2 separate regions of the Ovis aries genome follow, and region 2 is linked to region 1. Evidence: chromatin contacts called from public Hi-C data. All regions are on one chromosome and are shown on one strand. The core of a region is the stretch at or near the end of the contact, and the rest is flanking DNA. Distances in the headings are between cores, read along the strand shown. Region 1 has its middle 340 kb from the start of CIBAR1. Region 2 overlaps RUNX1T1 (RUNX1 partner transcriptional co-repressor 1).

What was found. A called contact is a pair of places that touch in the nucleus more often than the background predicts.
Region 2: a Hi-C map of hypothalamus shows a contact between it and region 1, with 5 times the contacts expected there. The contact joins two enhancer-like sites. A contact is called at or near these places in 3 of 16 Hi-C or Micro-C datasets (hypothalamus, skin fibroblasts and tail adipose tissue).

What each region holds. Positions count from the first base shown.
Region 1 is chr9:83,829,499-83,833,079 of ARS-UI_Ramb_v3.0, forward strand. No RefSeq gene overlaps it. Among named protein-coding and RNA genes, the nearest start is that of CIBAR1, 340 kb to the left of the region's middle. Within about 2 kb of position 2,228, at least 8 of the 54 cell types and tissues checked have an H3K27ac peak or open chromatin away from gene starts, as enhancers often do. A contact at or near this core is called in hypothalamus, where this site is marked.
Region 2 is chr9:85,210,039-85,213,732 of ARS-UI_Ramb_v3.0, forward strand. The region is part of intron 2 of RUNX1T1 (RUNX1 partner transcriptional co-repressor 1); the gene reads left to right. Among named protein-coding and RNA genes, the nearest start is that of RUNX1T1, 31 kb to the left of the region's middle. Within about 2 kb of position 1,408, at least 16 of the 54 cell types and tissues checked have an H3K27ac peak or open chromatin away from gene starts, as enhancers often do. A contact at or near this core is called in hypothalamus, where this site is marked.

The DNA of each region.
Region 1 (3,581 bases), core at 978-3,477:
AACATTTGTGATTTTCTAAAAAAAAAAAAAAAAAAAACCATATATAGTAAGCAATTGGAGAATGTTATTAACAAATGATATTTAAGATATTACTTTTCAAAGAGCCAATCCATGTATTTGTCTGGCACTTCATAATATTTAAAGCACTTAGCACATATGCTATCTCATTTAATTCTCACAGCAACCCCAGGAGGCTAGCAGGGAAGATGCTGTTATTCATAATTTACAGGAGCAGAAGCAGAGTGTCCAAAGACACTGTGCCTTGCTCAAGGTCAAATAATGGGAAATCACTAGCCTAAATTCCTGGCTCCCAACCTAGTAGAAATTGGCAAGGCCAATTCTGAATAATGAATTTAAGCAGAGGCAAATGTTGTCAGAGGTTAGTATTTAGGGTTGTAGAGGCTAAACTCATAGGAAAATCCAGCCAGCAGTCTCTGGTTAATTCATAAAAGATTGAAATGGAAAAAATACAATCTCACCATGTTATTAGGTTAAGCACTTCTAAAACAAACAAGCAAACAACGACGTATTGTAAATTAGACCATTTTGGAATTTGTGCAATCTAAATGGTTGAGTTATTTTATGTTAGGGAAGTGACTGCACAATATTCATTAGCTAATTTTCTTGATGTTTTGGTTTTTTTAAAAACACATTGGGCCAAATTACACTTTCAGCGATGCCCACAGAATTTTAATTAACGTAATAGATCTAATTTCAGTTCTTTATGTGGTGGTTTCCTTTTGATTCAGGGAGGTGTTGAGCATTATATTAATAATTCTCTCTTTTGTAAGGGGAGATAGTCAGTTTTTGCAGGTTGAATTTCATACCCACAGTGAGACAATGCATCGTATAAGAGTTTATCACTGGCATGCATTTTATGAAAGCGAAATTTCTGCCCTAATAATTTGGCCAAATGTAGTAAAACTGGTAACATCCACATCTGTCACACTGAGTGGCTTAATTATGCTGACATCCCCCTTTCCCCTACCCCAGTTGCCTTACCTGTTCTCTTTTTTGTTCTGTGGACATGTAAGAATCATGTAAAGGACAAAGATCTGAGTATATTAAATGAATGTCTTAAAATATCCACTAGAAAATATTGTAATAAAAACAAAATCCACCAAAGCTTTGCTAAGACTTTAGTATCAACTGTCACCATCCTCCTGGGAGGTAAGTAGTAATATCTATAAGCCAATGAGTTTATTTGAATTTAGTTTTTCATATGCATATGATTTTTTTTTTTTACTCAAAGGAGCTTGATAATGAAAGTAACACTCTATAAAAAATAACCTAACCTATGTCATTTTCATGTCTGAGGGTTTCAGGATTTGAATATAAATGTTTTTAGCATCTCACAAACTGCATACAAGGGTTAGAAACTTCCAGGAAAATGGAGTCACCTTTAGCATCTTGAGCTAAGATGGATCTGTAGTTAAAAATATATATTTATATGTATTAGCAGGAACTAGGGAACACTGACTGCTTAACACAAGCAGCTGTTAATTATAAAACTGCAGTCATTTGTATTTTACTAAAAATGTTGATATGGCTCTCAAAGAATTTTTAAGAAGACATTAAACCTCTTTCATCTCTGCATCTGATTTCTACATTTGCTATCTTCTTTCCCCTAAAGAATGCCTATTCTCCCTTCAGAGTCCTATGCAGGCTCATAAAACCAATAAAATATCTTTTTTGGAAGAAGCCAAAATGTATTTGAAGGAATTAGGGTTGATCTGGGAGATGCAATGCTGGTGTTATAGCAAATTACTTCTGTTAAATATGAATAGGACGAGTGTTCTGAATACTGTTCTGCAGTAAAATTTATGGTCATGGGTATGCACGTAGATGAACGTAGTACACGTATGGAGAAAGCTGATTGCAGGTATCAGTAGGTGTTTAATCACGGTCATGCTGCAAGGAAATAAAAGATTGCCCAAAGACAATAGACTTTTCTGTAGAAGCTATAGACACCAGTACAGTATAAGATACATTTCTCATATTCAAGCCTGTCTTTTATTTTGTTTACACAACAAAGTTATTATGCTAATTACACGGTAATATGCAGCCCCTGAGGACTTTCTATGTTGATAGCATCTACTTGAGGATGCAGATTGGGAGCCAATATGTGATTATTACTATTGCAAAATAATATGATCGGAATGACAGTTTTGCCTTCTAGGGGAGTCCTCACTAGGCTCTTTGTTGCCGAGTGAGGTGTGTAATAGTGAACAAGAGGAAAAGTCCAGGAGAGTGTGGGAATTTTTTCACACTGTTTTAAAAGAATGTGGGGCTGGACAACATTTTGGATTAGAGTCAAGTGTGTGTGTGTGTGTGTGTGTGTGTGTGTGTGTGTGTGTGTGCGCGTGTATACACAGGAGACCTCACGCAGCAGCAATCTCATGCTAATATGTGTGCAACCTCACTAGGGGGAGCTCTTGGCTGGCTGTTCAGAGGCTTGACCATTGTCTGCAGGAGACAATTTTTCTTTGTTTGAAAATTTACAAATCATCAATGAAAATGCCACAGATATGGCAGAAGCTTTGGGGTCAAGTCACTGTCTCCAGTTGTGGCTTCAGTGGGATGGTGCTGGGGATGGTGGGGATGGGGGTCATGATGTCTTTGCCCCCTCTGCCCAGCAATTATTTTGGGGTTCTTATCATTTAAAAGATCTCAGAACTATTGTAAATATTTCTTCCTACCCAGAGGTAAAGCTTCTCTGAAGCCTATTCTTTTTGAAAGGCTCCCCACGGAAGCTTGATGGTAACAATGAAAAAGTATACATTTTCGCAAGCCTTTTCTTTTCAATCTATACTCAGATCAATTAATTAAATGAAGATAGAAACATGATTGCCATGGATGACATTGTCATGCTGGTTTAAAAACTGGGAACTTTGTGATTACAAATGCATCTGGTTACAGGAGACGTTGGGGGGAAATGGTCAGCTGAAGAGACTTAAAAATTATTTGAAAATCTTTATAATGTGATCATTTTGGAGAGGAAAAGAGAAGACGCAGGCGCTAAGATAATGGTGACACTGCCTCAGGCAATCTGTGGACAATTTTATTGTTCTTATTCTCCAAATGTTCCCTTCCTACCCCTCACCAATTTTTCTTTTTGTCTTTTTAAATTGGAGGAAAAAAAAATAAAGCAAAGTGCTTCTTTCCCTACCCATGTTTCCTTCCCTTTTTTCTCTACTCTAATGACATTTGGCAGGCTCGGCTGTGTAATGCTTGACTGGTTTTATTGTTGTCTGTTCCCAGTGGGGAATAGTTGACACTGCTCTCTGTTTCCAATTGATATCCATTTTCAACAATATTGCTTTCTATTAGATTCCTGCACAGTTTGTGCCAAGCAAACTGAATATTTACTGGGCTGACCGCAAAACCTTCAAATCAACAAACACTAGAATAAGCAAAATATGCGTTTTTAAGATCAAATGTTTTCAAATGCTTCTTTCAAAATTATTATTTTTAAATGCACTGTGAACTGTAGATTAAAGGATATTATATTGCCACTTGTGTCAGCCTATTTTTATTTGTTTATTTTCACACATTAAATAATAGGACTAAACATTGAAAGA
Region 2 (3,694 bases), core at 158-2,657, 1.4 Mb after region 1:
TTAACTGGTCATCTAATGCACGGGCATTAGAATGGAAGCAGTTGTGACGTAGGAAACTTGTTGCAAAGTGTTTGTATTTATGTTCAAATGGGATATTTATTAGTACCAATTTTAAGATACTGTATGTGTTTCAAAAGCCACACTTGTGTTTTTAAAAATAAAAATGTTTAGGTGGTGCTGTGTACCTTCAGATATTTGTATCTTTATTAGGAAAAGAAGAAAGTTATTTTCTTAAGCAAAATTGCTGAGTTTTGAGAGCATTTGCATTTATTTTTCGTTTTTCTTGCTCATGTTGGAGAGGTCTGATAGCATTAATGGGCTTTACCCCACATGGAGCTTTGAGCTTATTGTAGCACTGCACACTGATCCCAGGTCAGTGTGATGCGTGAAATCAATTTATTTGAATCTCTTTGCCTCTATAGGAATTTGGCAGCGTGCCAGTTGTTTTCATTTAATGTTCTTTGTGTTGAACACAGACAAGCAGGCATGCTTTTGTATTCGTCTCTCTTTTGCTCTCTGTCTCTTTCAGCCAATATTTTACTCTATGGATTCTGAGATGAAGAAAGAATATATTATTTATATGATTCTAATCATTACTTAATGTGCATGTTCTACTTTCTTATCTTTTAAGGGATTTGTTTTTAACATTCCTGAGTTCTCCTAGTGACTTTCTTTGTAGAGAAGAAACATTTTAGAATTTTTTAAAAAATTAAGCTTTTGGATGAGGCATAATACACCAGACCCTAGGTGGTATTTGCTTACCATAATGCTCGTTATCAAAACGGAAAAGAAGAGTGTTCATTACACCATACCACCAGTGTTTCATTTGTGAACTAGTTTATCAAAATCAGTGACTTCTTGGGGAGCTTTCTAAGGGTAAAGATTCATACTTTAAATGGGTGCAAGCGAAGACACATGATTAGCGGGGTAGTATTCTGAGTAACACATCTTGCTGAAGATGCCCCTGTTTTTCCCCTAGATGTGGCTTAGATGAATCTTGAGGAAGTTCCTGCCATGAGGGCTTTTTTTTTTTTTTTTTGCTTTTTAAAATTTGGAGGGTTCTGGCAGGGAACAGCACAAAGGTTTCTGCAGCACACAGAGGCTCCGAGCCTGGTGTGGCTGTTTGTGTGGAGAGGATGTGTTTCTGGGTCAGCTTTAGGAAGAGGTGCAGAAGGAAACAGGGAGGAGAGAGCTGCTGTGTTGATGCTCCGGGCGGTTCTCGCGGAAGTCGGTCTGCAGACCCGGGGCGCCCGGGAGCCTCGGGGTCAGGCCCGCCCCCAGCACCCCGCTTCCTCGTTTAATTACCTGAAGAGCCAAACAGCCCGCCGGCGGGTGTGTGAACGCCCGGTATCTCCGCGGCCGCCTGGCGCTCCGACATCCTGCGCGGCCAGCCCTGTCTGTCCGCCAGCGTCAGGCTGGCTCCCGCCCCGGTTCCTTTGCTTTCTGGAGTCATTGTGTGGAAGAGGGTTTGGTCAGGAATTGGAGGTTCCTGCCAGTGCTGTGTCCCTCCTCTCTCTCTCTCTTTCTGGACCAAGCTGACAACGTGCTTGATTTTTTTTTTTTTTTAATGAGTTTAAAGATCTTTTTCATTTTACACGCTGGCCTTGCCATGAAACACATATCTCTATCAGCAGCCCCAGACGTTAACCAGTGCAGAACTGGTCTCAGTTAATGGGTTCTTATTTTCCTAATTCTTGTTCTTTACTCTCCTTCCCATGTTGCCTTTTTGGGTCAGATTCACTGGTAGTTTGGTATGAAACTAGTAATTCAGAGGTTATTTTTATGAGGCTGTTTTGGAATCTTCATCTGTCCATGAAAACAGAATAGTCCATTTTTTAAACAAAGGTGATAGAACAGGGAAGATTTTCTTTTTTTCCTTTTCCATGCAATTTAAATATGGGGACTTGGACATTTGCTGTGGGAAGGGCCACACCCTTTGATGAAGCTGGGGATGGTAAGACATACTAGATGGACAGAAACGTGTGGCCAATTTGAGAGTCGTATAGGGTGAAGACTCTGAGGAATGCTTGGAGATGGAGCCATTTGGGAGATCCCCAGAGTGTAACAAGGTGTTGCCTTTCCATGAGGAAATCCAGCAGGTTCTTTATCCACAGTGTGGGCTGATGAAATGTGTGTGCTGTTGGGGGGCGGGTGTCGGGGGGGGGGGGGGGGGGGCAAGGTGGTGGTGGTGGGGTTTCCTGCAAAGGGAGGGGAAAGTGTGAATACATGTGCAGTGATTTGCTTTTTCCAGCTACTTCATTAGGATTCTGTCATGCAAACTTAAGGCATTTACCCTTTCGATGCACATATGTGCATCCCATTAATGTTAATAGGAGTTGCAGCAGGTAAGAGAGCAGTGTGTACCTTTGGGTTGTGCAGGAGCCCAGCTCCAAGAAATTGATTCCATTCTTTGCAAAGAATAAAGACATTGGGACTTTGCAGAGGAGAGTTCTGTAGGAATGATTTTCAAAGCTTATTTTTCATATTATATTTATGGAAGCAATGTCAATATTTTATGTGTTTGTCTACCACTCCAGCGAAAAGTATATAATCATTTAAATAATTGGATTAGCCTGGTGCGCCTTGTGATGGAGCTGGCATCACCATGATCTATTATGCACTAGCATAAGTAGCTCTGCCATAAGTGTTATGTGTATCCTCGGGCATTGCATGTTTATTTATGTATCAGCCTGCTGCACTTCTTTCCGAGTCTTTCCCTTTCAACATCAGTATAAAGATGAGAAAAGAAAACATGTAAATATAATTTAAGCCGCAGTCAACATTTCTGACTGGTGTCCTCCTCCACTGACAAACTTCACGTATCCCTCTTTCAAGCTTCAGCTCTCTGGAAGTTCTGTCTACCTAGAGCTTTCTTATTATGCGAGTAACGTTACTGCCAGTTACAGTATTAGGCCTTAGCAGCAGGGAGTGTATAACGTGAGAAAAACCTGGAGGACTTTGGAAAGTGTCTGGGGAGAGTTGTGGCTTGCAGGTGGTGGCACCAGGAATTAAAGAGCAAAGTAGTAAGAAAGTGGCGTTGGTGCCTCGTGCTGAGTGTGCCCAGTAAATGTGGAGTGAAAACAGTAAGAAAAAAAGCAGGTCCGTGAGAAAAGAGACTGGGAGGAAGTGAATTACTCCAGAAAGGCAAATGGAAAGGCCCAAATTTATTAGTAACTGTGGACATGTGTTAATTGATCATCAGGAATCAAAATAGGACATTTCGGTATATATAACAGATAAAAAAGCCACAGTATTCCAAAATTTTAGTAGTCTGGTGCCTGCAATTAAGAGTACTTTTAGTAACAGTCAGAAGTGAAATTTTCATACAGAGTAAGAATTCTTCGGTTGAGTTTTGTAGGTTTTAACTACTGTGTGGTGTATTTCAAAATGTACAGAATTACATTCTATTCTGCTGCCTGGTCTTGTGAAGCAGGAGGAGAAGGGGGTTCATGACCATGAAACCCAGTAGGGTCAGAGTGAACCAGTAATTTAAAAATTTATATTGTTATAAAAGCATATACACTGTGCTGGGTATTATTTGAACAAATAAAGCAGTTTTGGAATGAAAAGTTTAATGGAATCAGTGGTAGTTAAACATCTTTTTTTGTGTAAGTTTGAATTTGTTTATAAAGGTGGCAAATTATTATGTATGGATAGATTTTACTAATTTTCAATGTGGAGAGAGAGAAGTGGA